Regions from separate parts of the Mus musculus genome. Here regions 2, 3, 4, 5 and 6 are each linked to region 1. The links are chromatin contacts, called in public HiChIP or PLAC-seq and promoter capture Hi-C maps. All regions are on one chromosome and are shown on one strand. Each heading gives the region's core, a stretch centred on a gene start, on an enhancer-like site or on the middle of the called end of the contact. The rest is flanking DNA. Distances are from core to core; before and after follow the strand shown. Region 1 holds the start of Cd7 (CD7 antigen). Region 2 holds the start of P4hb (prolyl 4-hydroxylase, beta polypeptide). Region 3 holds the start of Pcyt2 (phosphate cytidylyltransferase 2, ethanolamine). Region 4 holds the start of Fn3k (fructosamine 3 kinase). Region 5 overlaps Aspscr1 (alveolar soft part sarcoma chromosome region, candidate 1 (human)). Region 6 holds the start of Hmga1b (high mobility group AT-hook 1B).

Region 1 (3,433 bases), core at 317-2,816:
ATGGTGCATGCTTTTAGTCCCAGCATTTGGGAGGCAGAGGCAGGTGAGTCTCAGAGTTTGATGCCAACCTGGTCTACAGAGTGAGTTCCAGGATAGCCTGGGCTACACAGAGAAACCTTATCTCACAAAACAGCAACAACAACAAAAACCACTCGAGCTGAGACCTGAAAATGAAGCCCCGAGCTAAAGACGCTGCCTGGTGAGCTGGAGAGATGGCCCAGTGGAGAAGACCCTGCCTGATGACAGTGGCCTCCAGAGTCACAACCACAGTGCATCTGATGCTACCGCCCAGCACCCAGATGCACAGAGTCTGTGCCTCTTCAATCAAAATAAATGCACTGGGGTTTGGGTCATCACCTCCTCCTGGAGCCCTGGAGCCCTTAGGCACAGCCCATAGGGCCCTGTGTGTCTATGATCTCTGAAACTTGAGGCATGGTGCCCCAAACAGTCAAAAGTGTCGATGCACGAAGACCACATCAAGGTCAGCCCTGCAGAGGTGGCAGCACTCCAGTCCATGTGCCCCTGGTGTGGCCACGGGCATCCTAGGAAGGAGACTAGGTCTAGGTCTTTGACTGTTCTTACTTCCCTGTAAAGTCTGTCTTTCCATGAACTTCTCCCCTGGGGGCTAGGTGCTGATTTCTTTACTGCCCACCTGACCCAGCTCCCCTCGTATTTCTCTCCAATATTCTCAGGCTGCACAGTTCCATACCTGCTGTCCCTGTGTTACCACAGGTGACCTGTCCCTCCCCAACCCTTTGTTCCTAAAATCTTCCAACTTTGACCTTCCTTTACCTGAGTCCCTCTCCCATGTGCCCTCAAGTACCCCGCATGGCACCCCTGTCTACACCATAGCATTCCAAACCCACCTACAGGGGGAGCATCTTCCCCCTTAGAGTAGGACCCCGGAGGAACTGCTTTGAGTCCCTATGTGACACTGTACACACACACACACACAAACTCACCCCTCAGTGTGACACACTGGCTCTGGTACCAGCAATAAAACTCATGGTTGACAAGAGTCCTAGCTCTCCCCCAACCTGGGAACCAGACACAGGGCCCTCGGTTTTGTCCCAGAAGGCAGATTGCTATTGAAGGGGCTCCTAGCCGCCCTTTGGCCTAGCAGATCTGGCTCAATCATGCTTCTAAGGAAGGATCACCCAGGCCGCCAAGGCAACCACAGCCAAGGCTACTGGGTATGCTGTGTCAGGCTGAAACCCCAGTGTGTCCAGACAACAGGTGAGACCACAGACCTGAACACATCCCAGCAGAAAATGACACAAAAGACCAGAGGAAACTTCAACTCCCTCCCGGCCTCTAAACCTTTAAGTCCCTCTAATTTTTCTTCCAGGTTACAGGACTAGTTCTTATTTCTTCTTCCTCTTGACGTCTCCTGTGGAGACTCTTGGTTAAAGATGATAAAGATGTGGGCCAGCCAACCAGCCAGGGAGGACAGTTGGGGTCAGGTGGCTTCCTCCACCTGGCTTGTTGTGTTCCCTGCCCACCAAGCTCCACCTTCATCTTCAGGAAGCCCTCCCTCGGAGCTTCACCACCAATCGCATTGAACTGCCACACCCCTGTTTCTTCCTCTCAGGGTTTTTGGTGTGAACTTTCACAGTGCTCAGTAATGTGTTGTAGCCAGAGTGGCTGATTTGGCTCAGATCACCTGGATTTGGGCGTCATGACTCAGCAGGCAGTGCTGGCTTTGCTGCTTACACTGGCCGGAATCCTGCCTGGCCCCCTGGATGCCCAAGGTAAGCATCCCTGTAGCAGGGCTCCCAGAGAGCATCTCACACACCCACCTGGGGAAGGGTTGGCCCTGACTTGACTTCCCCAAGTCTTAGTCTTAGACCTGGAATAGTCCCAGCTCCGTGGAAAAGCAGAGACTTGAAAGCTTTAGTTTACAGGACTAACATCTACCCTTGGTGCTTGTGAGAACTGTGTTCTTCAGTTCCCTTTCAGAGCAGCTGTCTGTGGGAAGTCTTGTGGTAAGGTGTAAAAGATCTACAATAAGATTATGGGAGGCTCAGGCTCCCAGGCACAATTCTTGTGCAAAACCAGCATAGTGTTCATTCTGTGAGATGCTGAGGTTTGTACTCAGTCTTGCCTACAGGAAAGTGGGTGGTGTGGGTGCCAGGCACGGCAAACGGGGCTGGAATCTGAAAGAGTGAGTATCCCATGAACAAGTCAACATGTGCCCCTTGCGCAGAGCCACAGGCTCTGGATGCCTAGAAATGATGGGGGGAAGGAGGGTGATGAAGAAACCAGCATCGGAAAGAGTAGGCAAAGAGGAGATAGGACTATGGCTGTCTGGGAGTGACTGACTCACTTAAAAGAGAAAGAAAGAGTACAGCCAGGGTGGGGAGTAGTCAAAAGGGAAGTCCTTGTGTTGAGATGCAACAAAGTTGCCAAGTTCCTATAGCATTTCTGCAGAGAGGGGTGTGATGGAGGAGGCATCTCACAGGAATACAAAATGGGAGAAAGAAACCTGGAGGTGTAGAGAGTGCAGCCCCTGTGCACAGCAAAATGAGACAGCATGTGTGAGCATGCGGGTGCGGGTGCTGTGAGAGATGCTCAAGAGTGTGCAAGGACATACATGAATGTAGGATCTGTGGAGCCTCTGAGATACGTGTTAGCGTGTTTGAGTCACCGTGTGCTGTGCGCCAGCTTGGTGCTAACTGGCTGGTTCTTCACAGACGTACACCAGTCCCCCCGACTCACGATTGCCTCTGAGGGGGATTCTGTCAACATCACCTGCTCTACAAGAGGGCACCTGGAAGGGATCTTAATGAAGAAGATCTGGCCTCAGGCTTACAATGTGATTTACTTTGAAGACCGGCAGGAGCCCACAGTAGACAGGACCTTCTCAGGCCGAATTAATTTCTCTGGTTCCCAGAAGAACCTGACCATCACCATAAGCTCCCTCCAGCTGGCAGACACTGGAGACTACACCTGCGAGGCTGTCAGGAAAGTCAGTGCCCGTGGCTTGTTCACCACGGTTGTGGTGAAAGGTAAGGATGTGCCCATCTGACTGTTGGCCAGGCCAGGAGCCCACTGGCTGCTAGAGACCTTCTTTGCACTTGTTGGAGCTGTCTGCTCAGAGCCCATTTCTTCCTGGAAACCTCCTAATGGTGCCCACACCTGGCTTGAACCTCAAGGCCTCCAATGAGGATCCCCACCTCACCTGCTTGTGTCCTCTCCTACCAATGGCTTTGTGTTCATTTTCCCAGAAAAATCATCCCAAGAAGCATACAGATCCCAGGAACCTCTGCAGACATCATTTTCCTTCCCAGCTGCCATTGCTGTAGGCTTCTTCTTCACCGGGCTGCTCCTTGGGGTGGTGTGCAGCATGCTGAGGAAGATACAGGTCAGTGTGAGCCTACGGCTATTATCACAGGCTTAAGGCAGAGATCAGTCAGGATGCACATGATAAGAT
Region 2 (3,433 bases), core at 372-2,871, 470 kb after region 1:
CCAGGGTGGCCACACACAGATCCAACTGCCTCTACCTCCTGAATACTGGGATTAAAGGTGTGCCACCAGTGGCCCGCTCTTTTGTCTCTAGTTCCAAATAATGGTTTCTAGAACAGCTCAAGGCAGCTAAAAAAATCACTGGGAGATAGCAGCATCATATATGAAGCTATTTCTATTGTACCCAAGTCAGGAATGTGTACAGGCACTAAAGATAGGCAGAGAAAAAACCAAGCACCTAGCCAAGCTGCTGCTAGATTAGGTACTCTTCCAGGGCAAATTCATTCATAGCTCTCCTAGGCCTGCAAAGTCATCCCGTATATACTCGAAGGTTTCCCAGTGAGCTCCGACCAGGATCTGACTCCCTCTCTGCCTACACTGAATGGGTTGGGGCACAAAGGACTTGGTCTTCAAGGGAAGAAACTCACACTAGATAAGAGGAGTTTCTAGTAGGAAAGGTAATACATGCATGTCCTTATTGACAACGTTGCTAAAGAAGCTACTGCCAGGCAGTGATGGCACACATCTTTGATGCCAGCACTCTGAGGAGGCAGAGGTAAATGGATCTCTGAGTCCAAGGCCAGGTTGGTGTCTATCGAGTTCCAGGGCTATACAGGAAAACACTGTCTTGAAAAACTAAAAACAATTAAAAAAAAAAAAACTATCAAAATACAAAACCATATGCCATATTTCTTGTTTTTTATCCATTTCTGAGAGCAGTGTAGTACTAGTCAATCTATATACTTAATATTTGGGTGTTTGCCTTTTCTAATGACCCTTGACAATCAGGATAGTTTTCGTAGTGGGAAGTGAAAAAAGAAGATGCTTCTAGGAGTGAGCTCCCGGGCTGGGCGTGGAGAGCAGGTCGGTTGACAGCCGGGGAGCAGTAAAGAAAGAGAAAGATGGACCGAACACGGACAGGGACTGCTCACAGCTGTAACTACAGCACCCAGTGGGCCGGTGCAGATCTTTTAAGTATTTCCTCGGGTTCCAGGCCAGCCTGTGTACAATGAGTTCCAAGTCACTAAGGGATAGAGACACAAAGTAGAAGATGATTCTGGAAAAGGAAGTCCAACCGAGACAAAATGTGACTCTCGTACGTAATGGAAAGGCTGATTCACAGAAGCCAAACCTTTTTATTATTCAGCCCAACGAACTCAAGAGCCATTTCAACATGTGGTCAGTATAAAGCGGACGGCACGGACTGCTTTCTCCACTTCCCCAGCAGCTTCCGCAGAGGTCTCGGGCACCGAATTCCGAATGGTGGACAGGAGCCTCGGACGACCACGGGGCGCCCGAGAAACGTGCCCGCGGCGTGGGGACACGCCTGGCAGCTACCGCAGCCGAGAAAAGCACAGAACACCGACCCCGAAACTAGGGTCCGTCACCCAAGACCTGGGCAGGGACCGCACGAGCCGCACGCGCACCGGAAGTGGCGTCCCTGGCTTCCTTGAGGAGACTTGGGGGCGGTGCCAGTACGGAAACGCGGTCCAGTCAGAATGCAACACGAGGGGCTTCGGAGGCGCAAGCGTAGCCCCGCCCAGGGGTCCGGGACTCCGCCCACTGCCACGTTCGACGGAGAATCGGGCTGGGTACGCGCATCTCTCCACCAATCAGGAGCCACGAGGCCGGGCAGCGGAAAGCCGCAGCCATTCCAGACGTGTGGAAGGCGTGGGAAAAGTCGCCAGTCAGAAGTCCAGAAAGAGAAAGTTGGCTTTCGCCAGCGAATCAGACGCTGGGGGACATTGGGTTTGTGCGCGCGCGCGCGCGCCGTGGCCAATCCCAGGCAAGAACCGAAAGGCCTCCGGGTCTTTGTCGACTTGGTGGCCCAGCCTTGAGTGGGTGTCCAGTCCCCGCACGGCGAGGGCGGGTCTCTCAGCTCCTTGGCCAATCGGAGGGCGCGGCGGGGCGCATGCGCACGGCGGCTGACGCGCGCAGCGAGGGGGAGGCGTGGGCGCGTCCCCGGCCCAGGATTTATAAAGGCGAGGTCTGGACCGACGCGCGCTCTCGTCGCCTTGGCTGTCCCGGCGGCGCCAACCCAACTGCCCCGCCCGCTGCAGACGTCCGACATGCTGAGCCGTGCTTTGCTGTGCCTAGCCCTGGCCTGGGCGGCTAGGGTGGGCGCCGACGCCCTGGAGGAGGAGGACAACGTCCTGGTGTTGAAGAAGAGCAACTTCGAGGAGGCGCTGGCGGCGCACAAGTACCTGCTGGTGGAGTTCTGTGAGTGCGCCGTGGGCCTGGGCGGGGGGGGAAGGGCCCCTTGTCCACGGACTCCTCCGGGCCGCCCTCTGCGGCACCCAGCACTGTCCTGCGCGGCCGGCCCCTCTTGAGTACGGTGGCCCGTAGCCCTCAGCTTGCCCCACGGAACACGGACTGGCCGGTCCAGAGCTGCACCTCGCGGGTAGCACCTACTGTAAGCTTCTCTGCTTCCAGTTGTCCCAAGAGCATCCTTCCTACCCAAAGTAGAAGTCGTTGTAGTCAGAGCTCATTGAGGGGGACTGCGGGATTGAGAATCAAGAAGGTATCTTTGTGCACGACGTCCACATGGCCAGAACCTTCTGTTAGCTGGGAAAAACAGAGTGGGCTGTGTGAGCAGTTAGCAGTTCCGATAGAGTAGATCAAACGCTCTTTACTATGCCCACCCTACCTGTAACTTGCCGTATACCGGGAAGCAAGCCAGATCTAAGCCTTTACTTCTGCTTACAAGTGTGTGAGCTCCAACACAGCTGCCAGGTTGCCTTGACAGATTGTCACATTCCCATAGTAGAAAGAACAGCTTTGGATAGGCATCTGGACACGTACTTGCTACATATAGTGCTGGCCCAGCAACCTTTTAACTTTTCCTAGATTCTGAGTGGTAAACCCCAGGTATACACTGACCCTGATTGCTGGGGGCAGTACGAAGTTACAAGTCAAGGATGATTTTACAGTGCTGGTGGTCACAGGGCAAAGTAGGGATTGGGGTTGGTTTGTCACTCGTGGCCTCTGTCCTCATATTGCCCAAGAGCACCAGCTATCAGTGCAGTCTCTTGACTGCATTAAGAGGGGTTATCTTGGTATGCTGATAAGGTTTTTATGAAAGGAAGTACAAAGGGAAGAAATAGACCTGGATAGAGGACTACCTTCCAATGTCCTGGTTTCTTTTACAGATGCCCCGTGGTGTGGCCACTGCAAAGCTCTGGCTCCCGAGTATGCCAAAGCTGCCGCAAAACTGAAGGCAGAAGGCTCTGAGATTCGACTAGCAAAGGTGGATGCCACAGAAGAGTCTGACCTGGCTCAGCAGTATGGTGTCCGTGGCTACCCCACAATCAAGTTCTTCAAGAATGGAGACACAGCCTCCCCAAAGGAATATACAGGTGTGACCCTAGAACTGCCCTTTAATAACTGTGTAGGCTTTGGGAGCAAACCCACAGGTGGGGGAAAAAAGGCAGGGAGA
Region 3 (3,433 bases), core at 313-2,812, 420 kb after region 1:
CATGATTTCTTCATGGTGTAGTCTGTAGGCCACACCTCCCCAGTCAACCGGCCTCTTCCCGCCCCCATCCCTGTCACGCAGTCTGGGAAAGGGAAAAGGGTCTGGTCCATCTGCCCCTATCCATACAAGTGAGAGACGGGGCCCAGAGTTGCTAGCAAGTTATCCTTGGAGGTGAGGCCATCCTGTGGCTAGCACTACCCCTTCCTATGTGTGCAGCTCCCACCAACAGTGGGTGAGACAGAAGAGGCTGTCGAGCGAGGGCTGCTGCTGCCCTGAAGACTTTCCCCTGCAGCTTGGTGTCCCCTGCAGCTTGGTGTCACTGACGCTGCTTCCAGCCAAAGCCCAGATTAAGACATAGGTGGGATGGCAGGTGGCCTCAGACAGCTTTCCTGTGCCTGGGAGGGTTGCGATTCGAGGGGTTTTCAGACCTGCCTGATGCTGCTTTTCTTTCTGTTAGGTGGCAGGATCCAATCTTCTCCTTGGCGACCCCCCTCCGTGCTGGTGAAGAAGGCAGCCACAGTAGGAAGTCACTATGCAGAAGCAGAGAAGAAGCCCCACCTGGGGACCAGAGTGACCCCCTTGCCTCAGCTCCCCCTATCCTAGGAGGCTGGTTTGGCAGGGGTTGTGCCAAGCGTGCAAAAAGGAAGAAAGTGGCATAGCCCGGAGTTGACAAAGAACAGTTGGCACTTTGCAGATGGCTTGACCCTTGTTCAGGGGCTCCGCCCGTGTCGCCGTGAAGGCGAGAGTGCCCCCTCCGGCTCTAGTGGGTGCCGGCTTCGCGGTGACGGTCGTCTTTAGCCATTTGTCCTTGTGGAAAGGCTCTCTTGCACTGCTGTGACTGCCCCGCTATGGGCTTGATCTTCAAGGACACCTCCCTCCTGTTCACCCCTGTACAAAGGTGGCAGCAAGGCCTCTGTGAGAAGAGCTCCGGCCCTTCCCAGGCCTGGCCAGCAGGAGAGTCCACCACTGCCTTACCTCACTCTCCAGGCTAGTCTCAGGGCCTCCCTCTTTCTACTCCTTATCACGTACAAGTGTTCACTTTATAGAAGCCTTTTTCTGTATTGGGTATGCGGCACAGGGAGAATCTAACTAAGCCTCCAGTCTGAGCAAGTCTTATTAAACATCTCTCAATTGCTTTGGTGTCCCGATGACTGTCACACGCACCACCGAGGTGCCTGCATCTGAGGGCCTGCATCGAGGCGCTTTTGAAGAACCCAGCCCCTGAAAATGCTTTTGGTTGGTTGGTTTTTTTGAAACAGGGTTTCCGTGTGTAGCCCTGGCTGTCCTGGAACTCATGAGATCCTCCTGCCTCTGCCTCCCAAGTGCTGGGATTAAAGGGGTCGCCACCACTGCCCGGCTCCTAAGAATGCTTAAGGCACGGGGTGAGCTGCACGCACAGTTGTGGTGCTAACCTGCCCCGTTCGTCTGTGGAGAAGTCAAATGCCAAAGCCCGGGCACCTGCAACACAGACCATTGGCCGCTCGATCTGGGCGGAGGGGGGTGTGGCCCGGCTGGGGGCGGGGCCCTGGTTGGCGCACGCCATTGGCTGCGCCAAGCGGGTGAGATCCGCGTGAGCACGCGCAAGCGTCGAGGGCGGGGCGACGGTACTGTGTGTCGCGGGAGCCGCCAGGATTTGCGGGGGGCCTCCGGTGCCATGATCCGGAACGGGCACGGGGCTGCCAGCGCTGCTGGGCTGAAGGGTCCGGGAGATCAGCGCATCGTGCGGGTGTGGTGCGATGGCTGGTGAGTGGGGCGACGAGGGGAGGGCGGTCACCTGGGCGTCACGCACCGGCCGTTGGCGGAACCGGAGTCTTCCGAGGCCGCACGAGGCAACCTGGCCTCCGGTCACTTAGGAGTGTAGCGTACAGACACGGGTGCATCAGACGGTGCGCTCCCCGAAAACCGGAAATGCGGCTGTCTGTTCGCCTTGGGCATTTACCCAAATTACCTGGGCTGGAAGGCTGTGAGCTTCTCTGGCAAATCAGCCCGTGACGTCTCCAAGAAAGTCCTGGAGCTGTCAACAAGCCGAAGAGATAAGATGTTGGCCTTTCTATAACTTACCATCTTCAGCCCTTCGTCGTGCCTACCCCTGGTGGATGAGAGGCATTCGGAATGGTCACCAGGGCTCCTCAGGGCATTCATGGCGGAATAGGCTAGACTTTGTGCGTTTCTTGTTTGTCTTTGGTTGGTTGCTGAGGATGGGAACCATAGCCTTGTGTGCTATATATGTACAGGCAAGTGCTCCATCACTGAATTACAACTTCAGTCCCCTTCTGTTCTTTTGCACCTGAGTCACCAGCTTTGACTTCGTGTCAGTGGACTATGACCTTGGCCCCACCATGGTGCCACAAGCCCAGATGCAGACTCTGACCTTTGATCTAGCCCTGCCTGTCTAGTGGGCACAAGGGCTGTCCTGGAATTTGCCCGTTATCATGTCCCACCTCCCACCCCGTGCACTGTGGTGTTGACATGATGATAGCCCACTAGGGCTCTAGAGGAAGCAGAGCAGAACCTATGGCCCAGCACTGGCCCATGGCAAAGAATACAGGTGGTCCCAGGGATATCCCACTGGGATATCCTCAGTGTCCAGCATATTGCTGGCTTCTGCATAGCTTGACCTTGACAAAGTACTTGTGGCCAGACCTAGATTTGAGGATAAAAGCAGGTGACAGGCACTTGTTCTCTCAGAGAGCTAAGCCAGCCCTGGGGGTGGGGAACTGTCCACTTGTGTCAGGGTGGAAGTATCTGCTCCCAATGCAGGACTGATCTCTTGTTTCCAAGCTTGAGTGTGGCTTGTTGATCCAGGGGGACTATTCTTGTTTAGGGTGCAGGAGGTTCCATATTCAAATCCTAGATAATCTCTTGTATCTTGCGGGCTGGGAGTGTAGCTAGCTCAGCTGGTATTATGCTGGCCCAGCATGCACAAGGTCCTACATTTGTTTTGTAGCACCCAACAGTTGGCTTTGGGTGGGAATCTCAGCAGATGGAGTCAGAAGGGTTGAGAGCTGAAAGTCGCCGGGCGTGGTGGTATACACCTTTAATCCCAGAATTTGGGAGGCAGAGGCAGGCAGATTTCTGAGTTCAAGGTCAGCCTGGTTTACAAAGTAAGTTCCAGGACAGAAAAAAAAGGGTCAAGAGTTGAAGGTCGTCCTAGGTTTTATAGTGAGTTTGAGGCCAGCCTGGGCTACATGAGACCTTATTGTCTTAAAAAAAAAAAAAGAAAAAAAGAAAAAAAGAAAAAGAACTGAAGCAGCTTGAAATGCCTGCCCATAGCAGGAGGCACCAACAGGGCAAAGGCAGTCTAAGACATGGGAAATGGTTAAGCATCTGCCAGTGAACAGCTGTCTTGGGAGTTCACCAGCCAGGCCTTGTACCTGAATTTGCCACTCTTGCTAGACCTGGCACCCAGTCCTGCCCTAGGTCCAGTACTTAG
Region 4 (3,433 bases), core at 512-3,011, 400 kb before region 1:
TTGTTTCTAAGTGACTTAGAAATACCCCCACTTATTTTTAGCAAACTTTCATATTGTTCACTATACCTTGGTTAAAAACATGCATTTTATTTACTTATTTATTTGTGGTGCTGGGAGGCTCAACCCAGGAGACTGTCCACACTAGGCAAATGCTCTACAATGAATGACATCCTCAGCCCCCCCCCCCATGCATTTATTCATGGGGTTTGTGAACACTTCTACATATAGAATCATACATTTGTAAAAATTAAAAAGTAGATGACTGTGGGTAAAAGCATTCAAGCCTGATCACCCAGCTTTGATCTCCAAAAATCCAGATGTGGTAGTGTGTTCCAGATGTGGTGGTGTGCATCTGTAATCCCAGCCCTCCTACCACATGATGGGAGACAAACAGTCAGCTGGAGTCTTTCAGGCCAGCTAGCCTAGAACAGGCCGTGTGGCAGCAGAAACAAGAAAAACCTTGCCACAAAATAAGGCCGAAGGACAGAACCAACTCCCCAAAAGTTATCCACTGACTTCTACGCACGTCATGAATATGCAAACCAGAGCTTTCACACACACACACACATACATACATACACACAAAATAAATTGGATATCGTTGATTAAAAGTGAAACTTGAAGCCAAAACATTTATTATCACACATGTAAACCATTCTTCCCCCTTAATCCCCTTTCAAGGGGAAAAGTCAGACAGGTACACTCAAATCGCCAACCTGCACTTGGGACAAAGAGGCATGTGCTGAGCAGCCTGTTGTGGAAGGGCATTTGCAAACTTCAGCCATGCTTCCAGGGTAAACCTCCAAACCAGGCCAACGCTGCACAGAAAGCAGGGAGGTGCTACCTTCACCGTCTCTAATGATACCAGGAGCATCCTAGATACTATAACCACTATCCAGAACTACTCCCCACAGAGTCCAGAACCTCTGGAGTCCTCCCCCCACAGAAGGGGAGCACCATGCTGTGCCAGCACAGCTTGCTCTCAGGGACTCTAGCTAACAGTCCTCAGTTGTCTTACAGTTTTCCATGCATTCTTTTGTTGTTGTTAGTTTGTTTTTGTTTTTGAGCCAGCTTCTCCTCATGTAGCCCAGGCTGACATGGAACTCACCATCCTCCTGTCTCAGCCTCCTAAGTACCAGAGTGATAGGGTTTAGATGTATGCCTGGCTCCATACATTCTTAAACGGGGATATCTTAAACGTCCTAGAAACCAACAGAGCCTTTGAGAACGATGGTGCTAACCTAGCCCTGGGAATCCTGTCTCTCTTCACCTGCTGGGAAAATGCAGGAGCTGAGGTCAGAGCAGAGACCAGACATGGGCAGAAGCAGCTTACCGCTAAGACTCACCTCCCCCATGGTCAGTGATTACAGAAAATTTAAAGCCCCTGTGTGGGAGCAAAAGCAAGAAAATAATCATGCAGCAAAGAGAAACCCTCTGGTCCCAAGAAGCTGCCTGCATGCAAGTGCTGGTTGACCCCTCAGCAGAGCGTTGGGTACGCCAGGTCTAGTTCCTCCACCACTTCTCAGAATCCTGCATTCCTCTTTCCCCTTCCTAGACTTTATCCTTGTATACCGGGCAGCGCACCTGTGTCCTGCGATTGACCTTGACAAACACGGGGCCACTGTCAGTGTAGTAGGCATAGCCCTCGCTGATGCAGCCCCCTCCGGAGCTCCCAAAGGCCCGCAGTGTTGTGGTGTGAAGCTGGGCGCGCAGCAGCTGCTCCATGGAGAGTTGAGGTGCAGAATGCGGTCAGGTGACGCAGAGGAGGGGGAGTCGGGGACCAGAAGGGAACACGCGCGGAGGGCGGATCAGGGGGCGGGGCGTAGCGCTGTCACAACATTGTCTGACACAGGCTTGCTGGCTCCTAGCTACCTCCGGTGCATGCTATCCCTGCATGCTCTTGGGCACCAGAGCTAGGGTGGGAGGGGGAAGAGAGCGAGGAATTTCTCTCTCCAAGGCGATTTCCACCCGGGGCTGCTGTGGGAGAAGGAGGGATGCAAAAGCTCTCGATACCCTCATTACTAAGCTCATTTCAGAATTTCTCCTCCAACAACACACCCTATAGAAACAGAACCCAGACCGGGTGGCGGGTGTTCTGTAAAGCCACGAGACAGAAAGGGAGTGTCCTCACAGAATGCACGTGAAGTCCCAGAACATCTGCACCCACCTGGGGTCTACCCTGGGCACCGTGCTCTCTGCATAACTGGGAGAATCAGGAAAGAGCGCAGAAAGATTTGGGTCAGGGCTTCTTTATCCTTGCAACACAAGGCATAGCCTAGAGACTTAGATATCCCATGGAGAAGATCTCACTGTCCAGATAAGGGTGGAGTCCTAGCCATGGGGGTGCCCTGGCTAGGCCCTAGTGGCACCTCTTAATGCCACAGGGCTGAGTGATAGAGGCTACTGTGGGAGGTGTGATAGCAGCAGCCTACTCCACCCAGGGTAGGTGGAACTCTGGATTTCAGACAGCCATGATAGGAAAGCAGCAGACATATATGCTCATGGATGCATGGGCACACACACACATACATATAAGAACACATCCACAGACTGATATAAGAGACAGCCTGTGCTAACCCTTCAGTGTTTTAGGAGAGGTTGCCTCAGATGGCAGCTCCCACCATGAGCTGCTGGTCCCTCTCTTGTACTGCAATGTCCCCAGCTGACTATAAAGGGACTAGGAAGATTAGTGGGTGGATAGATCCATTGCTGAGCTTTGAGTATGTGCCAGGGCACAAGTGAATGTCAGCTACATTCACAAATATCCTGAGAGGATGCTATAATTAGCTCCTGCCTTCTCTATGACAAAACTAAAGTATAGAGGAGTTAACTTGCCTGGGTCCCAGTGCTGAGACATAGCTCATAACATATGAAACCAAGTCTGGTTTTGGGCTCCATCCTATGAATTCTAGTCTCAGGCCCTAGCGGGATAAGACTCTTCCCAGCATGTGTCAAGAAGACCTGGCTGCACTGTGCTGCTCAATGTTTTTCTCATGGCCTGCCAGCTGACAGTTCTACAGCTGTTCCTTTATCGACCAGCCTCACACTAAGATGACGCCCAAAGCACATGAAGAGATAACATTTGCATGGGTTTTCGGTAGGCATAGCCCTCATTGAGGAGCCTATCTTAGGAGCTCTGTCATACCTCAGAGGGGCAAAGCCTGTCAGTGCTGGCCATCCCCAGGGTCCTTGTGACCTGTCATGGGCTCAGACTGAGACTGGGTTCCCTAGAGGCTCTTGAATAACTCCTGCATCTGGCAGCTATGTGGGATGATTGGAACCTGGGCACACACTCAGGCAAGGAACATTGACTGATATGGCCTCCTAATGTGGCTTGATCATTCCTAATCATGGTAGCCAGAGTGGCGGACTGCAGAGCCAGGGTTCTACCCCAACGACCTTTTCTAACCTGATTCTAAAGCCAAGTGCAGTG
Region 5 (3,433 bases), core at 560-3,059, 340 kb after region 1:
GCTGGGATGCCGGGCTGGAACCCACTCTCCCTACCCCTACCACAGACAAACAGAAAAAGCAGTGAACACACTTGACCGCCTGACCACCAGGTTCAAGCTACACCCCTCCCCTTAGGCTCCCAGGACCACTTAGAGCCCAGGGGGAGGAATGAGGGTTGCAACTGATCAGCAATTCCCAGAATACACCTACGGGGCATGGAAGGCAAGACCTCGCCAAGCTTCAGAAAGCACAGCAGGCCAGGTGGGGCTGGGCATAGGACCATAGGCTTTTCCCTGCCTTGCCCTTCTTCCTTCCCTATGGCACCAACAAAATACTACTCATCTCCTAAACCTTGAGCAAGGGGGTGGCTGGGGACAGCGGGGGGCCTAGGGCTCAGGCCCAGAAAATTCACAGTGCAGGTGGGGCTCTGCACCCTACCTCTCTGTGGTTTAGTTCTCCCTGCCCCCATGCCCTCCGAAAGCCCCTGCTCTCCTGGGCTACTGGCATCCCACATAGTCTAATGTAGACCACCCCTGGGCAGCAGAGCCCAGCCCTGCCAAAGACAGAGCTGTGAACGCTGCAGCTTCAAGGGCTGCTGCCTGCTCACCTACGGGAGGGGAGCGGGCTTCTTTCCCTCAGCAGCAGGAAGGGATGCCACCCCTTGGGAGGCCCCGTGGCTCCAGACAGAGCTGACAGATGAAAGGAGACGGCTGCTGGTAGCAGGGGCAGAGTGTCACCAGGAATCAGGCAGAGGCGGGTGAGAGGCACACTGGGGCTTGGGGAGGGGGCATGTGAACCCAGACTAGGGGAGGGGCCTGGGCACTGGCCTCAATCCCAAAGCATCTTACAGATTCAGTGTTTATCAACACACTGGCCAGGGAGGTAGGGAGGGGCAGAGATGAAGAAAGAGAGCTGGCGCCTGGAGGTTCATAAGCCAAGAAGGGGATCATGGGGTCACAGGCCTGCTCTGGGACACCTCCTTGCTTTCCCTTACAGCAGAGCCATGTGGCTGCACTTCCCTAAATGTACAGTCCCTGGTGAGCTTCCAGCTTGTTCCTTGCCCTGTCTCACCCCAATGGTGGCAGTTCTAGGCAGCCAGTGGAGCCTGTCACCCCCAACCCAGACTTTTGTAGAGGCCTTCAGGCACCTCTGTTGTTAATTAAAATATCTAAAGACTTTGAAAAGGAAACCATTAGACTAGAGGGACTAAGGAGGTCCCAGATGCTGGGGGGGGGGGGGGGAATGGGAAGACAAGGCATTCATTCCAATTGGCTCTGCAGGGTGCAGGGTCAAGTAGTGTCTGCCTCTGGAGGCCCCGTGGAAAAGCCTGGGGCCAACTACACACTCCTACCTGAGACAGGCAGGAGATCTAGGGAAAGAGGCAGAGATGACAGCTAAAGGCAGCTAAGGACCCCGGGAGACCCCAGCCCTCCTGAGGCCTGGTACCACTCCTAGACCAGGCTGCCAAGGCCTCTTCCTCACCCAGAGGCTAAGGAGCTGGTGTCATACAGCAGCCCAGGGGCCAGGACCTCCAGACGGCCCCAGCTGAGGACAGCAGGCCAGCTAGTTGGGCAGGCCCATCCCCACCCCGGGGCCAGGCAGGAAGCGGAGGAGGCTGGAAAGCCCTGTCAGAAACAACTTCAGAGGCGCACTGCTCCCTCTGAATTCACCGGCTCTAAAAGGCTTTATTACCCACCACAGCGCCTGCCAGGGCACTCCTTCCCAACCCAACCGCAGCATGGCGCCCTGCCCTCCCAGTACAGTCAGCCCAGCAACGCCCTCCCGTGAGGAAAGCAGTACCTGAAAGAGAGTCAGCGTGTGGTCATCCAGGACCATTTTGGGTGGAGCGATGACTGTGGAGAGAGGGGGCTGTCTTTTAGGACACTGGTAGGCCCCATGTGTCAGGGCAGACAGACCTCAGTAGGACTTGTGAATCACATCTCAGGTCACAGGCTGTCCACCCACCTCTGCTGCTCACAGGGGTCCTCGTCACCCTGGTGACAACCCTGTTCCTGGATCCAGTCCCCCTTGCAGCTTGAGTCACAGGGTGAGACTGGGAAAAAGGCCAAACTGGGGAGCTGGGCACTGATATCAGCTCCCTGCAAGGGACCCAGGATTGGAGAGCTAGACAACTTGGCTCCTAGAGCAAAAGCTATCTTAAATCCCATCCCAGAGAGAAGGTCACACTTTGCAGACTAAAACGAGGGAAAAAGGGTCGTGCCAGATGGAGGCAGGGCCAGCTGAGGAACAGAGACTTACATAGGTAAAAGGAGAGCTCGGGGTTCCCCAGGTGGCTCCTAACAAAGTCTCGAAGATCCCCCACTGTGGAGAAAGGGGAACACCACTCATTGTTCAAGGTCCTGCTGGGAACCTAGGGACAATGAGCGCCAAAGGTATCCCCAGCAATGCAGGCTCAGCAGCCACCCTGTTGGTGGTAGATGCTAAGCCCTGGATGTGAGGACTCCGTAGTGCATCCCACTATCCTACATGTTCAGCGAGGTGGGAACCACAGTACAGACCACTTCTAGGATCCCCATCCTGATGCAAGCGAGGCCTGCCTAATGACAGCATCCCTGGTCCCTCTTGAGGACCCAACTCCTCAACCTGAACCCTGCCAGGATAGGAACCCCTCAGGCCTAGAACTATTTCATCTTCACTGTCTTAAAACAGACCACCAGGGGCTGGAGAGATGGCTCAGTGGTTAAGAGCGCCGACTGCTCTTCCAGAGGTCCTGAGTTCAATTCCTAGCAACCATATGGTGGCTCACAACCATCTGTAATGGGATCTGGCGTGTCTGAAGACAGCTACATTATTCACATACATGAAATAAATAAATAAATCTAAAAAAAAAAATTTAAAAACAGACCACCAGGTGGGCATGGTGGCGCATGCCTTCAATCCCAGCACTCGGGAGGCAGAGGAGGCGGATTTCTGAGTTCGAGGCTAGCCTGGTCTACAGAGTGAGTTCCAGGAGAGCCAGGGCTACACGAGAAACCCTATCTGGAAAACCCAAAAAAAAAAAAAAAAAAAAAAAAAAAAGGAAACAAACAAAAAACCAGACCACCAAGGTCTGCTCCATCTCTGGTGGCTTTGATGGCTCCTTCTCAGAGGCTTTCCTACCTACTTGTGTCCCAAACACTCAGACTCACGAGCTCTGGGGACAGGACTGAGTCCTCTGAGAAGCAGTCCAAGTCCTGAACTGGACCCAGAGGACCCAAAAATGCTGCAACCTCAGAGCCACCTGCATGTCACATGGCGAGGATGGCAGCCTGCCACTACCCCATTTTCTAAGCTCCAAGGGCAGGAACTACAGTCCTGTGGTGTAGAACACCCAACAGGGCACAGTAGCCCTCCCAGGTACTGCAGGCACTCACCTGTCTCACTGGGGCGGAAGAAGCCCTGCAGGATGTAGCGGTCAGGGAATAGGACCCGCAGAGCCACCTGTGGAGGAGC
Region 6 (3,433 bases), core at 493-2,992, 280 kb after region 1:
CTCAATCTGTTCCTCCCAGGTGCCCCTCACCTGCTGCCCCGTACCAGCCAGGAACTCCGCCTTTGGCAGAGACACTGAGGCACCGTCTTTACTTTGAGGCAGGACTCTTGTAAATCTTTTTTTTTTTTTTTTTTTTTTTTGACTGTCCAGAAAAGGCTATTTGTTTTTTATTCAAGTAACTGCAAATAAGAAACCAGGGAGGAAGCCCCAGGCTGGGACAAATACTGGCCACCCCTCCCCCACAGAACAAGGGGAGGTGGCCCTACACCCTTTTCCCATCAAAGTGGGCCCCCATCCTCACTCTGCTGCAGCATCCACGGGGTGGGGCCCCATCTTCCTTAGTGTGGGGTAGGTAACCAGTCTGCTGCGCCCCAGCCCCCCTTCCCCTCGAGTGTATTGTGTGGGGGAGAGAATACAGGCAAATTCAGGAGGATGAACATCTGACGCTGGTAGCAGCAGCAATAGTGGGTATCTAAGAATGAACATGGAACAAAAAAAAAACAACACAACCGTCCAGAGGTAGTTTGTGAACAGAGGAGAAGATGGAACCAGAACCATGGGGGGCAGGGAGGAGCGAAAAGGAGGGGGCGGCAAGGCTAGCTCCTTAGTGCCCTGCGGGAGGAAGGAACAGCCTAGAGTGGACTGGGGGAGGCGTGTTGGTGCCCGTTTGCCTTTGGTGGAGGCGAGAACAGGCCCTTACTCTGGAGATGGGCGGTAACCCCATCTGTCTAGTCTCAGGTGAGAACATTAAAGTGGGTGGAGCCAACATCATCCTACTTCCTGTTGTCAAGGGGCTCAGCCAACCCAGTGCATGATCTCTGTAGGGTGGGGCAGGAGGGGCTGAGAAACCCACCCGGTGATACTTTGGTGGGGACATGCTGGGATCTAAGCATCCCCTGCCCTGACCACACTGCTGCTGCTAGGTCAGCCACTGGGCCTTGTCAGAGTGAGATGGGGCCGGGGCCCCTTAAGGCCAGGGAATGCTCCCAGGACCCTCTACGGGGAAGCCAGGAACAGCAGGGCAGAAGGGACCCGCAAAACAAAGCGCCCAGAGAGCCACGGCTCTGAGGGAGGTGCGCAGCAGGCCGGGCTGCGGCTAAATGGGAAGTTAGCCTTGTCAGGATGGGGCAGGTGTGTTCGGGAGGAGGGCACAGGGACTGAGCCGAATCCTGCTCCCTTGGGTGCTGCGGAGCAGAGCCTGCAGCTGGTGCCTGGTGCGGTAGTGTGCAGTGGGGGCGGGGAGGGGCCTGGGAGCAGGGCTTCCAGTCCCAGGGGACAGCTGCTCCTCAGTGGCTATGGAGCAGGCGGCACTGCGAGTGGTGATCACTGCTCCTCCTCAGAGGACTCCTGGGAGATGCCCTCCTCTTCCTCCTTCTCCAGTTTCTTGGGTCTGCCCCTTGGTTTCCTCCCTGGAGCTGTGGTGACTTTCCGGGTCTTGGCGGCGCCCTTATTCTTGCTTCCCTTTGGTCGGCCCCGAGGTCTCTTCGGAGTTGGCACTTCACTGGGCTCTTTCTGACTCCCGACCAGCGCCGTCCCAGGACTCACCGGAGGCTGCTTGCGTGGCCTGCCCCGGCCTCGCTTCTCAGTCCCATCCTTTTCCTGCTTGGAGGCCAGGGGCTGGCTGGACTTTGAGCCCGACTCGCTCATTCTCCTTCTCTATGTGTGGGGCAGCACACAGTGAGTGCCTTCTTGGAGCCGCGCCAACACCAGAAATAGCCCCGACTCGGAGTCCCAATTAGAGGCGACTCTTGTAAATCTAAGCATGGATTCTGGGGTTTCCTGCCCCAGTTGCAAACCCTGAGTACCTCTGTGCATCTCCTCTTCTCTGAGCAGAGACCTGGTTCTTTGGAGCCAGTTAGGAGTAATCAGAGAATATTGTGCACCTCAACCCGTGTCTGGCGATTGTTTGAGGTGTGCTGAGGGTCTCTTGTCTTGTGTGTCAGGGTTCATGGAACAAGTACTCACGATCCAGTGAGTCATAGCAGGTCACACGACATCTGGGCCGGGCAGGAGGCTCAGATGCCTCATGGACAGCCCTGGGGAGGAGGTGTGCTCAGACTGCCGCCTTTCCCTTGCTCAGTCCAGGCTCTGCACTGAGACCGTGTGAGTCGCTGAAAGGAGGCAGCTGTACTTCCAGTGCTCTATAGTGCAGGGACAGCAGTACCCTTCCCCTGAGCATTCCTCCGCACTGGTCAGAAGGGTGCTCTGGGACCTTCCTGTGGCTCAGGGGACAGCATACACAGTGGGGGCCCGGAGCCCAATCATTTGCTGCTGCCTGGCAGTTTCCTCATAGCTAACAGGGACAGATCATGCCTGCTCACTGTGTCCTTGATCCCAGTCTGAGCAAACCACCAAGTCCTATAGCCAACCTCCAGGTGGCACTGAATACTGGTGTCTGGCCTGATCTATCCAGTAAGATCAAAGCCCTTCCCCTTCTATGACAAAAGCTGTGGATTGTGACCAACCTGCTGTCTGGTGGCCATCGGAACTCCTGGGAAATGGTGGCCTTTCAGGGATGCCAGTTGGCCACCAGGCAGGAGGAAGTGGTTTACCAGGAAGGGAGCATCAAGCTCCAACGTCTTGGGAAGACAGTCATCTGCTAGCTTCGCCCTTAGGAGCGCATTTCTCCTAAGATGTCTTCACCCTCCACAGCTCCTGCTCTATCTCCTGTCACCTATGTTGTCTGAAGACTTCTCTATCCAGAGTCATGTGCTGAGCCCTAACTACAACATTATGTGAGGACTGTTGTATAACAGTTTCCTTTGAAATTAAAACACCCCATCCTGCATGGAAGTTCCTTAAGTAGGGATGCAAACAACTCATATAGTTTCAGGAAGTTCCTGAAACTGACCAATTTCACAAGATCCCTTGCTGTCAGGGTAAGCAACAAAAGCTGAGAGTCTCTCTCAGACAAACCAAGCAGCAAAGAAGAAAGACTGCAGATCAGAGCCCAGAAGACGCAAAAGTCAGCTGAGTTACCTACCTACTGTCGTCATCTCCACTCCGAGCCGGTGGTGACAAGAACGACACAGGCACCAAGTCGGGTTCATGCAGCAACATCTTTACTTCAGGCTCTTTCTTTTACAGCTCTCTTCCCCAGCAGCTTCTTCTTAGGGGAAGGGCTAAACTACTCACTACTCTACTACTACTCACGGCAAGGGCTAAAACTACTCTTATTCACTACTTCTGGCTTCTACCTATCTTGCGTGCGCCGGACTCGACCAGCAAGAATGACGCTGCAACAGGATCCTGCACACGTTTATTGGGAGAGCTTGATTGCAGAGGTGAAAAGACCCCGAGCCCAGAACTGGTGCTGCTTTTATAGGCCTAGGAGAGGCGTGTCTCACACCTGGATTGGTTATGCACTACGCCTCATTTGCATGTTCCTCATCTGATTGGCTACTCTCTCTCAGTACCTCACAGAGCCTCATTA

What was found. Promoter capture Hi-C pulls out the DNA fragments that hold promoters and counts their contacts. HiChIP or PLAC-seq counts read pairs in DNA pulled down with a chosen protein or histone mark. Capture Hi-C pulls out chosen DNA fragments and counts their contacts.
Region 2: a promoter capture Hi-C map of embryonic stem cells shows a contact between it and region 1, with 2.1 times the contacts expected there. The contact joins the promoter of P4hb here to the promoter of Cd7 in region 1. A contact is called at or near these places in 4 of 39 promoter capture datasets (cranial neural crest, embryonic stem cells, pre-B cells and 1 more), 1 of 115 datasets of contacts at active chromatin or transcription factors (memory CD8 T cells) and 1 of 9 other capture datasets (embryonic stem cells).
Region 3: a contact with region 1 is called in a promoter capture Hi-C map of adipose tissue. The contact joins the promoter of Pcyt2 here to the promoter of Cd7 in region 1. A contact is called at or near these places in 5 of 39 promoter capture datasets (the SN4741 cell line, cranial neural crest, embryonic stem cells and 2 more), 1 of 484 Hi-C or Micro-C datasets (embryonic stem cells), 4 of 115 datasets of contacts at active chromatin or transcription factors (T-cell acute lymphoblastic leukemia, embryonic forebrain, memory CD8 T cells and 1 more) and 1 of 9 other capture datasets (adipose tissue).
Region 4: a contact with region 1 is called in a promoter capture Hi-C map of the SN4741 cell line, with 4 times the contacts expected there. The contact joins the promoter of Fn3k here to the promoter of Cd7 in region 1. A contact is called at or near these places in 2 of 39 promoter capture datasets (the SN4741 cell line and cranial neural crest) and 1 of 115 datasets of contacts at active chromatin or transcription factors (bone marrow-derived macrophages).
Region 5: a contact with region 1 is called in an HNF4G HiChIP or PLAC-seq map of pancreatic cancer cells. The contact joins the enhancer-like site here to the promoter of Cd7 in region 1. A contact is called at or near these places in 5 of 39 promoter capture datasets (the SN4741 cell line, cranial neural crest, embryonic stem cells and 2 more), 16 of 484 Hi-C or Micro-C datasets (CD4 T cells, Sertoli cells, brown adipocytes and 4 more), 4 of 115 datasets of contacts at active chromatin or transcription factors (T-cell acute lymphoblastic leukemia, embryonic stem cells, fetal liver and 1 more) and 3 of 9 other capture datasets (adipose tissue, embryonic stem cells and liver).
Region 6: a promoter capture Hi-C map of the SN4741 cell line shows a contact between it and region 1, with 5 times the contacts expected there. The contact joins the promoter of Hmga1b here to the promoter of Cd7 in region 1. A contact is called at or near these places in 6 of 39 promoter capture datasets (the 3T3-L1 cell line, the SN4741 cell line, embryonic stem cells and 2 more), 1 of 15 datasets of contacts at CTCF or cohesin (embryonic stem cells), 4 of 484 Hi-C or Micro-C datasets (all in embryonic stem cells), 1 of 115 datasets of contacts at active chromatin or transcription factors (pancreatic cancer cells) and 1 of 9 other capture datasets (embryonic stem cells).

Annotation. Positions count from the first base shown.
Region 1 is chr11:121,037,611-121,041,043 of GRCm38.p6, reverse strand. Cd7 (CD7 antigen) reads left to right here and starts at 1,566. Exons shown (of 4, transcript NM_009854.2): 1 at 1,566-1,751; 2 at 2,694-3,008; 3 at 3,228-3,364. The coding sequence starts at 1,679. Gm11775 (a long non-coding RNA gene) reads right to left here and starts at 3,361. Exons shown (of 2, transcript XR_880372.3): 1 at 3,182-3,361.
Region 2 is chr11:120,571,441-120,574,873 of GRCm38.p6, reverse strand. P4hb (prolyl 4-hydroxylase, beta polypeptide) reads left to right here and starts at 1,621. Exons shown (of 11, transcript NM_011032.3): 1 at 1,621-2,217; 2 at 3,147-3,353. The coding sequence starts at 2,067.
Region 3 is chr11:120,616,074-120,619,506 of GRCm38.p6, reverse strand. It overlaps Pcyt2 (phosphate cytidylyltransferase 2, ethanolamine), which reads left to right and starts at 1,562. Exons shown (of 14, transcript NM_024229.3): 1 at 1,562-1,743. The coding sequence starts at 1,655. It overlaps Sirt7 (sirtuin 7), which reads left to right. Exons shown (of 10, transcript NM_153056.3): 10 at 458-1,136. The coding sequence ends at 659.
Region 4 is chr11:121,433,281-121,436,713 of GRCm38.p6, reverse strand. It overlaps Fn3k (fructosamine 3 kinase), which reads right to left and starts at 1,761. Exons shown (of 6, transcript NM_022014.4): 1 at 1,585-1,761. The coding sequence starts at 1,725.
Region 5 is chr11:120,702,472-120,705,904 of GRCm38.p6, reverse strand. Aspscr1 (alveolar soft part sarcoma chromosome region, candidate 1 (human)) reads right to left here. Exons shown (of 16, transcript NM_026877.2): 10 at 3,355-3,421; 11 at 2,240-2,302; 12 at 1,781-1,833. Among named protein-coding and RNA genes, the nearest start is that of Cenpx, 9.6 kb to the left of the region's middle. Within about 2 kb of position 1,809, at least 74 of the 459 cell types and tissues checked have an H3K27ac peak or open chromatin away from gene starts, as enhancers often do. A contact at or near this core is called in the SN4741 cell line and pancreatic cancer cells, where this site is marked.
Region 6 is chr11:120,761,103-120,764,535 of GRCm38.p6, reverse strand. Hmga1b (high mobility group AT-hook 1B) reads right to left here and starts at 1,742. Exons shown (of 2, transcript NM_001166477.1): 1 at 1,546-1,742; 2 at 144-1,512. The coding sequence starts at 1,647. The coding sequence ends at 1,324.